Regions from separate parts of the Drosophila melanogaster genome. Here region 1 is linked to region 2. The links are chromatin contacts, called in public HiChIP or PLAC-seq maps. All regions are on one chromosome and are shown on one strand. The core of a region is the stretch at or near the end of the contact, and the rest is flanking DNA. Distances in the headings are between cores, read along the strand shown.

Region 1 (5,725 bases), core at 913-3,412, 250 kb before region 2:
ATCACGTAAAGAATTTAATATATGTCTATACATGTGTATGCCCATGTACTATAAAAACTGCTCATCATTGGCTAAAATTCCAAAAACTTTCAAATGTAACTAACATATCATGTATATTTTAAATGTAAGAATTGTTATCAATTTCAAACTTACTTTATAATGTTATAAAAGTTATTTTTATAATGAACCTATGGTATTACTCGTATTGTTGCTTTGTATTTTTAAGCGCTTAAGAGCTGTAAAAACGGTTGAATTTAAAAGTTGTGATAGTCTTGAAAGTTACATTTTTGTTTCTATAAATTAAGGAAATTCTTATAGATAGTTTTAGTTTTATTGCTCTAAAGACCTTATACTTAATGCATATACTTAAGATCGCCTTCTTTCAACAAATTAGCTGTGTTTCATCGTTTAATATATATATATTATATGCATAGTTTAATGTATAACCCTTTTATTTAAGGACTGGACCCGGAAGGGCGGCTGGCGTGTGATTCACTCGCGCAAGCAGTGCGTGCCCGGAGATGAGGGCTATCCCAAGGTCTCCGATCGATCGGCGCCTTCCGATTACGCGGCTCGCGGATTCAACGAGTCGCCGCTGAAAGCTTGAAGAGATGATCGTCCCCGAGCTGGCTTAGTGATTTTGCTTAAGTTTGAAACGTAAAATTAATAATATCAAAACAAAAATCGCAATAAATATGGAAACGAAAACACAAAGCTGGAGATTGAGAGTGGATTGTGGTTTTGCCATGGCCCCGCTGCTGAAGTTGAGGTTTTTCTGCTGCGCTTGGCGGATATTCATTTCTGGCTGTGTTACACTGCCGAAATGCAAACTTAGCACTTTGCCGGTGTGCTCAATTCGCTGGAAATTGTTAATTATCGGCAGCTTTCTTTTATTTGGTTTTTCGAGCTTGTGAAGAAACCAGGCTGCGGTCGAAGCTCTAAGAAAATGAAATTTTCTAATCAGGTGTGTCAAGTGGCATTTAATCACATTTGAATATAAATCAAATTGATGATTACTAATAAATGTATTAAGTGAAATCAATGAGAATGAGTTAGAAAGGTGTCATAAATGATATTTATTGGATAAACATTAAAACATAGTAATTTGGAAATTAATAAATTTTAATTCAATAAATAATTCAATTTTAAAAGTTTCGAAATAAAATACAAATATTTGTAAGCAACGGTTTGTGTGAGGAAATTTATTATCAAAAGTGATTGAGTGAATTAATAAGAGTTCTAAAAATACAAGCTATATTAAAAAATATTTATCAGAAGTTAATTATTTAACTTTTTAATATTAAATATAAAATTCAAAACCAATAGCTAACATTAGCATGAACATGAAAATTAGCAAAGTTCCCTAAAGACAAATATTCGCTAATTGTTAGTTATTACTGCCTAAAAATTATTATTTTGTGGATAAATAACAGCACGCCGAAAAAATCTGCAATTCAGTGAGGTGGATTAAAATCAAACAAATTCAAATCGAAAAGTAAAGTGTTCGTGTAATTCTAACATTTATTATACGAAATTTGCTATAATAAAACAAAATCAATATGTGAGTTAAGCAACAAAAAAGAGCATTAAAGTTGAAAACCATTAAATCATTTGAGTGACATCCGTTATTGTTTGAAAAGTGCGCCAAAAATTAAATCGAGTGAAAATACTTTAAGTATTTCCTAAAATACAAAATTCTTACTTGAGTATTCTGTTTGAATTTAATTACTAGATAGTCGCATGATAAAAACAAGAATATAACAATAAAACAAAAACAATATAAGCGTATCAAATATGCGTTTCAAATTACGCTCCCAACGGAAAATCCAATTATTTAATATCCGTTAATCGAACAATCAAAGCAAAATTTATATAATACAATTTCTTTTCTAAAACCCCATTTAACATTAAGCACGTTGCACATCTTTTATTATTTTAAATACCCGATTTCCAGATATGATCAGCCCGGAAAAATAGTGAACTAAATATGCAGAGCAGTAAAAGTCAGGCTAACATAGAAGTTATTTTTCAAAATTTGAATAACGCGCCAATAAAAATCCCGCAACGCGATCGGCCGTAGTGGCAACGCCGCTGCCACTAAACTCCGACTCTCTCTTTGCGCCGTGTGGCCAGATGATTATGGCCTTTTTTTTTGCTCTTTCATCGCTCTCTCGATTTCGATCTCGTCACAGTGCCACTTGCGATCATTGTGTTACTTTGGAGTCGCTGAAAAATCGCGGGGATCGCATCGAATTGGCCTTGACTGCCGTGGGGTTGAGCTAGCCGTGAAAAAGACCGCAGAACCACGATAAATCTGTCGAAAAAGGTGACAAAAAGGAGGCTATACTGTCTTGCTGGCTGGCGTGCGTGTGTATGTGTGCGGCGGTGTGTGCAATTTTTTTCATCACCATTCCAGTCCGCGTGTGTTTTTCAGTGTGCAATCCCGCTGAGAATTTGCCCGAATCCTGCCCAACAGCAGGTGAGTGATGCCGGCCAATTGGCCCATTCGATTTGCAGCAGGTGCAGGGTTCAAAAGTTCGTGAACTTGCTTTTTAAGCCATTTCCTTTAGACCCCGTTTTCTCCATCGATATTGTAGCAGTCGAAAAGTAATGGAAAAAAAACGTGAGCAGCGACGTCGACGTTTTTGCCTCTTTCTCTCTCTGTTCCCCTGCCCCTCTCGCGCTCTCTTCCGCGCCTTCTCTTTGCGCGCGCAGCTGTCATCGCTGTCAGCAGCGCGCGCCGACGTCGGGTTCCCGCGCGCGGGAAATCATCAAGTTCAATCGATTCTAATTTGGCCGAATTGAACGGGATTTTCGATTTTAGTGAAAAATCAGATTCTGCGAGTTTTGATCTTTCAATTGGTTATAGGCACGCATGGTTTTTCATTTAGCTTACCTGATTTATAAGCGCTCGAAGTTGGTGCCAAAAATGCTCGAATGTTAATCGATGAAAACAACAAAGTGGCAGTGGTTTGTTTGGTTTCAAAGCAGCGTTACCACCTAGTTCGACCTCAGTCATCTTGTCATATGTTATTTGGCTGCAGTTCATAAAAACTACTAGAAAAGCATATTAAACCATGTAATTTCAGGCTTCTGAAGAATAAATAAATAATTAAAATTTTAAAGATTTATGAATACCCTTCAAGATAAATTTATTTTAACCTTGAATTGATTTTGGAGCGCTTTAAAAATATATTAAAAAAAATAGTTTCATATTAAAATTTAAATATTTATTTTCTGAAGGTCATATTTGAATTAAAATTGGCATATGACATAGAAATAAATCTTAGGTATTTATATATAACCACGATATATCCGACTAAATCCGCCCTTCTGGCATCCTCGTCAGCTGTTTTTCGACCACCCAGCTGACTGGACGTCGAACCTCCAATTGTAGTCTGACTAGCCTGTTGGGGACTGGGGACTCCAATTGCAGACTCCATTCAATAAAATGCCAAGCTTGCCACCAGCGGCTTCATCGCCCCGTCTCGCTTTCTCACGCTCTGTTCTTTGCGCTGGAGATGCTCGCCCCATCTCCGTCCCTCCCCTAGAGTACAACAAAGTTGCCCCCTGTGTTTGTTGCATTTTTTGGCGCTTCGGATCCGCCTGTTTTGGCGCGTTCCTCATGCACACTCGCCGCAGTCGACGTCGCTGCTTTTGATACCCAGTTCCACCAATTTTTTTTTCGGTTCCAAAGCGATCACTTTGCTGCCGCCGCTCCGCTGCTCGTGAAGTTTTTTCGTGGCCGGCGACGACGACGACGAAAAACTCTCGAAAAACGTTGTTCAATTCCCTTTAAGAAAAACAAGTGAAAACACCGGGGATATTATGTTAAGCATTTTTCCGCTTACTAGAAGGTAAAACCAATTGCACAATGGTTTTAGTGGATAAAAGGCAATACGTTATTCAGAGTGGAATAAAATTTATGACGCGTGTGCGGTGACAAGTGTGTGTGGAACAGTGAAGGAAAGAGCGGGAGAGAATGCTGCGTTTGCCGTCGTGTCTTTGCATTTTTTGCTACAAATACAACATCCTCTTATAAGAAAATTGACACGCTGTAGGATTTAACCGTTGCTTTCTGATTGGCAAGAGACGGGGTGTCCAACTACAAATTGTCTCCCCCACACAGTGTTTTAGTGTTCCCCCTATAAGGAAAAGTGTCCTATTAGAATTAAACCGTTATCCAATGGGAACAAATTGGAAAATCCTATGAAATAAATGAAAGCTTCTAATCACGTCTAAAAGTGCACTGAGTTTCTAATGCGTAACGGGAGTTCAGTGAACTATTACAGCTTTTCTTACTATAGAAGGCTTGAGATGCAGCTTATGGTTTACCCTGCTGTTTGGGCCAACTTTCTAATCTTTCTCCCGCCCGAATTGCACTTTTTCCCGCCATTCGCATAGATTTTGGGCGGTAAAACAAAACTGCCCCAGCCCAAACGCCTAATTCGCGCCACTTTGCGTTTCTCCATTCTTTTCCCATGCTCATTTCATTTTTATACGCTTCCTCCAATGACACACACACAAGCACAAACTTGGAAGAAATGCGCTCGCTAAGAGAGAGAGTAAGCTCTCTTTCTCTCGCTCTCTTCCGTTTTATTCCAATCAGAACAGCGAGTCAAGTTATTTTCCCCTTCCCAACACCAACAACAAACAAAAACGTTTTAGTACTGCGCTCTAAAACGGAAAAAAAGAGAGCATTTGACTGCGACGTCGAAAAAATTCGGAAAATCGCCGATCAGTCGACGGACCTTTCGAAAACTTGACGAACACGAAGCAGAGGTTCAAAGCAAAATGGAGTAAACGAGTGAAGAACAAAATAATGAATTATGTCAAAAGTGGCGCAAATATCTTTGGTACACGAAGAAAAAGATTGGTAGTGGCATTTAGCCCTTACCCACAATCTACGTACATACATATGTATGTATGTTTACATATGTAGAATTAATAATAGTATTTTAATTATTGTAAAATCGTGGTTATATTTATTTTTGTGAGTAGTTACTCTATGTACGTGCTCCCAACCAATGAGTGAGCGAGATAGACTGCCAAGTGGAGAATGGAGTTCATTGATATTTCTCGGCGTTTTGCTTTCGCTTCCCCTTCGTCTCCACCTTGCTTCGCGCCATCTTCGTTCTTTCCTCTTCTCCTCTGCTTCCATTTACCTGCCACATTCATTTTGTTGTTGTTTTCTTCGCAATTTTTGCTTTCTTCTTTATTTTTTGCATTCTTTTGACGTTTTTTAGTTTGCGTGTTCGCTTTTTGCGCCGTTAAACTTTTGGAGCGATCGCGGCGGGGGTGTGCGTGGGGGGTGGGTGGTGTATTGTTGATGGGGTGGATTTTTGTATACTTAATTTTTCGATTATGTCATGATCGTGCCGAAAATCAGCCGCTTATGTTTAGATTTGGCCAGTTTAAACCATGGGGAAATAAATTGTTTTTCTTAGAAGTGATTTTGAAAAAAGTAAGAGCATCAAGTTTTTGATGATTCAGTGTCGTGAATTTTGTATATTTTCCCAACATTTTCTTTTGTTTGACCCACCTAAACACTCCTTATATGATCTATTCAAATCCTAGTCAACACCTTTCAATTCTGCTCATGATCCTCCAAGTGCTTGCCACCTTCGAAAGCGGTATGTCATCAAAGGATTTTCTAGACGAGATGGGAACCCAAACTGATCTCGAATATTTTCTCATCATATGTACATACATACGTAAATGGTTA
Region 2 (5,440 bases), core at 79-2,578:
TCACCGACAAATCAACGCCCACCCAAAACCGCTGCCTTCGGAGATTGCGGAGCATTGTGATTCACCAGCGAATCGCATTCTGCGAGGCTTTACGTAAAAGACTGGTGGAATGGGCCTGATAAGGCGAGCCGGGCATGGCGTGGCATGACAATATTATGACCAGACCAGCATTGTGCCGCTCTCCCCACACACATTGTGCACCCAAACTACGTACTTATGTGTGTGTTTGCTTTGGGGTCGTACTCCAGTCACTAGGAAAATTTCGAATGAGTGCAGGAGTGCCGAAGAAGAGACAATGGCTAGATTAGAGAGTGCATGTGGTAAAATGGACTAGCGTACCAAACAGTTTAACGCACATCTAAAATAGGTATTATGAAATTTCTGAAATCTAAGTTACTTTAACATGCTGATGTTCTTATCTTAGGGCTTAGTCAATTGTAAGATAGCTATCTCAGAGGAATGTATAGACTACTTAAAATTATAATAATGAAAGTGAAATAATATTGCCCAATACTTTAATTTCCAACACTACAAATTGCCTTTCATGATCACAATTTATGAAATAACTCTCTGATCGTATATGATGATAGGATATTTCCGCAGAGTTCTAATAGTTTCTATCATCCGGAAGTAGCCAAAATACGCCAAATGGTCAGCACTCGCGGCGAAAAGGAAAACACGCGAGGAAAACACTGCAGTGGAGGGAAAACAGCTGTGGCTGCCCGATGACCCAGAAGCGGGAAAAGCGGAGGAAAATCGCCAAAAAGGGCAGCAAAAATTGGGCCGAAATTCTCCAGCTGACGCACGCCTTCACTCTCACTCTCTCTCCCTCTCTCTTATGCGCGCTCCCTCGCTCTCACACAAAATCAATAATTCGCCGGCTGGAAGAGCGAGCGAGAGGGTGAATGGAACCAGCTATGGAACCACATTTTTGGCCAATTTTTATGGCCTTTTAGCTCGTTATTTTCGTTTCGTCCAAGTGTTTAACTCGCGTTTCACCCCGCACACTGAGCGAAAATGCCTGGCTCACCTGGGCGTCGTTTGCGGGCTTCGGCTGGCAGCGTCGCGTGCGAATTTCAGTGTACGCGGGTGCCGAGAACTTCCGGAGAAGTTCCTGTTTTTCCGGGGCACTGAGATCTGCCGCCCCATTGCCATTCGGCACCTTTCCGTTTCCGTTGGTCGTCGCATAGCTCTGCTCGAAAACCGTTCCAGAATCGCCGTCGAAATTGCCCATTATTCCGTTGCCGATTTCCGATTACTCAGCGGACAAAAAATTACGGAGAGATCGATGCGTTTTGCTTAAATAGGTTTCTTTCTAATTGGAATGGTGTGGCCAGTTACTCGGCCAGCTGTTATACTGAAAACTGCGCGCCTTCGGTATTTTAAGGTACTTATCGTATTTTCACATATAATTTAAAAGGCCACATTTTGTGGAATAACGCTTCCGGTTGTGTTCTCTGCTTTTAGTACTGCCAGCTCCTAGCGAATACCTCCACCATGCAAGCAGTTCAAGCCACAGTGCTGTTTAGTATACTTTCTGAGCGCCAGATGTCGCAAAAGAGAAGTAGATTTTTGTATTAATTAGATTTTCAAAGAAATTTATTTAAACTAAAATGGTTTCTATTTTAGTCACATAGGGGTTCAACTTAAATTATTTGACAGCAATTTAATGAAAATATATAAATTTATATATGATACGAGGGTTCAACAATGTATCATTTAAGTGGGAGATAAGCTAAAAAAAATAATGTTTTATATTCCATTACATATTAGAAACCACAAGTTTTCAGACTTAACACGTCAAGCATTTTCCCCTTGAGCATTAAAATCGGTCCAAAACTTACGCAAAGAAAAATTCCGCCTCGCCGGCAATAATAAATTAGATTAAAATGCACAAAGAAAAGGAGGAAAACAGAATTTCAGGCAACAGATATTCAGATAAAAGTGCGTAAAGCGGCAATTGTAGTAAAATTCATGAGCTGCGAAGTGCGTTGACTCTTTGCCGCAAGGAGACACGTCTCGGGCAGTGGATTTCGCCTCATAAATAGATCATCTCCATACCGCAGGCTTTTGTTTTTCTTCACATTTTATTGCGGAAGAATTTCGACTATTTTGTAAATTAATCTGCTGTGGCCGGCCGATGACACTTTTCAAGGATTTTCAGAGCCCATTTCAAAATCAAAACATTGAACTCGCATTTCAGTTTCGTTTTCAGTATGCGCCGCATCCCAACTGTGGGTAAACAACATGAAAACGACGCTAAGGCTTCTAATTGAGTTGGAAGCTTTTGTGGCAGATGTAGCCTCTGCAAAATGCCAACACGTTCCCCGGCAAAAGCTGCACCGATCGCTACATCGATATGCAAATGATTGCCAAATTGTCGTAGCCGGAGATGCCAAAAATTTGAAACCCAATCTGAGTCCAAGTCACCAAAGTGGGTGCTACTGTCAGGGCTGAAGCCCTTTGAGCCGCAGGCCCAGAAAGCGGGTCACGTCGGGTTTTCATCCAGCGATTGCCGATCGACGCCAGCGGCACCCTGAAGGCAAAAGTTTCCGCCGATGCCAGAGGGAAAATCACATACCCTTTTCGAGAAGGTTTCATTTATTTCTCAAAGCACTTAATCAAGGATGAGGATATTCTAAAATATAGCATATATTATTACTTGGTCTATTTTAGTAACATGTAAATATTGTATAATAAATTAAATAGGATTTTTATATTCCACTTGACAATCTCATGACATTGAAAGTATATAATGTAAAGTTGAAAATTTCATGAATTTGTTGACTTCGATCATTATTACTTATTTCTATATTTTGCACTTCTATGCCAAGTTAATCCCTAAAACGGAGAAAAATGCATTGTATCTCAAAGCTAGCCAATTTCTGTCAAAGATTCTTAATGCTTATCTCGATGATCTGATGGTGCAAATCGCTTTTGAATGCCACAAACCGTGTTTCTGTCTGCAATTTCGGTCCGCTAACTGCGATTTCGGTTGTCTGTGTATTTTTGGTGTTGCTGCTAGTTGTCGATTGCCGGTTGTTGTTGGTTGCATGTTGGCGGTTTTGCACTTTGGCTGGTTCGCTTATCGAGTGCGGAGTTCAAGTACAATGGCAGTTGAGTCGTTTTTCGGTCCTGACAAATATTTGGCAATTGTGTAATCAAATTACCGGATCAAATCTGACTTGCCGCCTTTGCTGGGAAATTCACCAGCAAAATGGTATCATATTGCTAATTAGTCACCAACGTAAATGAAGTGACTTGTAATTTAAAATTTTCTGTATACCATTTCTACCAAACAATATTTAGTAGTAAGATTAATAATTAAGACCGAAATCTCTGCGAACTTATGAGCACTAATCCAGATATAAATATCCTTGGCAAGCCCTTAGTAATAACTTGTTGTGGCCCCTTTGTATACAATTAGTTATAGTATTCGCTCTCGTTCCATCAGCAGCATACTTGTAGCTCTTGGCCCGCTTTGCATAATTACGACTTGGCTGGCTTAATAAACAAGAAAAGTTCACAATTTCCATCGGGCGACGCAGGCGTTGCTCTAACAAGCATAAAAAACGCATTTGCATTTCCACATGCATTTGTGCGTGCGTGGGTGTTGCAGTTGCCGTTGTTGCTGCTGCCGCAGCCGATGAATCACGCGTGATATTTCGCAGTTGCAGTCTGTGAACTATTGTCTACCTCTGCTGCCGTATTATACTCTTATTTATCTGCCCCAACCCGAAGTACTCCCCCCGGGCCAATAAAATGGACTTTGTACTCCGCCAACGGGTTGACATTTTCATTATGGAAACTCTTTTATTTTTCCTTATTGTGTGGACATGTTTTCTCGCTCTGCCTCCGTTGCCACCGGCGTCGAATGGAAACACTTTTAAAAAAAATAAAATTACTTTTGTATTCTCTTCGATACGAAATGAATGAATTGAAACTATTAACAAGAAGACCTACAAACTATAAAATAGATAAAAATGTCAAATATAAAACATATAAACATGTTGTCTGAATTAAATATTCTTCTAACGAAATAATTTTGTTTTCAGTGTTTGGTGCGAGGGTTAAGGGGCGTGGTCACCTATGGCAGTCACTCAAGCGATTTTCAATGCGTTGACAGTTCAGGTTGTCAATCGTTTTGTGTTGTCCAGTGTAGGTGTTACAATTGTTGACTTGACTGTGCCTTGCGATTAAGCTGTGAGGTGCAATTGAAGGCATTTCAATTGTTGACTGTCAAGACCCCAAAACATTAGCATAGGCTCAACAAATTGTTTACGAGAATGCGCAGAACTGTCAAGGGGACATTTTGAGTGTAAAGCAAACATACTTTATACTTTATTTTAAACAAATTACTCAGAAGTGGTAAGATTTCCATTAACTGATTCGTTTAGTTGTGTTTGAACGTTAAGTAGTATTTTAAAATCTCCCCAAACTAGTTAGTGAACATCTCCGACAAAATTTCCTACAACATCAGCAGAAATGGTACAAAAAATGTCCAACATCAAATTTCAATTATCGCATCGGCAAAAGGAAGCTGACTGAGGGCAACATTCGCCGACCCCAAAGGAAAAATAGAGGAAAAGCAAATGCGACTTGAACAAGTGTTTGAAAAGAGGAAAAAACGGAGGAGCAGCAAAAAACGCAAATTCACTTCGGCGGGCGGCCACCGAACTGAGCTAAATGGCAACGAGCAGTGATTTTCACATGGGCAATTAATGTTTCAATAAACGATATTCTAGCTGCTACAAATTTGTAGCAACAGCAACTGTTGCTGCTGCAACAGCAACAGCAAATGTTGCCTGCTGCCGCCGTTTCATGTTGCATCGACAACCCGAAAAACCCGCCGCGAATCGAAAATGTTATTGAAATTGGCTTTTTATGTTTATGAAAACGGGCGCTGAACTGCCGGCGGATGGGGGGAATCTCCTCGCCACATCTCGTATTCCCATTTCCATTCCGAATCCGATTTCCACTCTCGTTAATTACTGCCATTTTCCATCGTATTTATGCTCACGCCTCGCTCACGTTTTGGCCATCAGCGAACACTCGACGAACATCGCGAACGCGTGCAGTGCGTGAAAATGTTTGCTAATTGCCCGGCTTATAGCCAATTTCCACTGTATTTGTGGGCGGCCAAGCTGGCGAAGGGGGATGGGGGGTCTAATCGAACACAAATTATGTTATTGTTTCACTTAAATCCTGTTGCCAAGATTCCCCAGCGGAGTGTTGCATTTCTGTGGAAGTGCAAATGACTTTTCAATAGAAGGAAGGCATTCCTGCCATGAATGAAGAATAAGCCAAGCTGCGTTTTTATGTTTTATTATATGATTAGAAAAAACTATAAGTTATATAACTATAAGTAAGTGAGTTGTCATATTAAACTTATTATCTTAAGTAGGTGGTAAATGAGAATGTCATAGTTATGAAAACATAA

Evidence for each region. HiChIP or PLAC-seq counts read pairs in DNA pulled down with a chosen protein or histone mark.
Region 1: a contact with region 2 is called in a Psq HiChIP or PLAC-seq map of the Kc167 cell line, with 9 times the contacts expected there. The contact joins the promoter of CycE here to the promoter of lace in region 2. A contact is called at or near these places in 8 of 107 Hi-C or Micro-C datasets (the Kc167 cell line, the ML-DmBG3-c2 cell line, the S2 cell line and 3 more) and 3 of 6 datasets of contacts at active chromatin or transcription factors (the Kc167 cell line and the S2 cell line).

What each region holds. Positions count from the first base shown.
Region 1 is chr2L:15,744,587-15,750,311 of dm6, reverse strand. It overlaps CycE (Cyclin E), which reads left to right and starts at 2,162. Exons shown (of 6, transcript NM_165125.3): 1 at 2,162-2,326. It overlaps ND-B17 (NADH dehydrogenase (ubiquinone) B17 subunit), which reads left to right. Exons shown (of 3, transcript NM_165126.3): 3 at 461-993. The coding sequence ends at 607. lncRNA:CR44974 (long non-coding RNA:CR44974) reads right to left here and starts at 4,055. Exons shown (of 2, transcript NR_124289.1): 1 at 3,852-4,055; 2 at 3,312-3,793. It also overlaps asRNA:CR44866.
Region 2 is chr2L:15,495,015-15,500,454 of dm6, reverse strand. It overlaps lace (lace,), which reads right to left and starts at 1,328. Exons shown (of 4, transcript NM_057266.5): 1 at 1,031-1,328. The coding sequence starts at 1,234.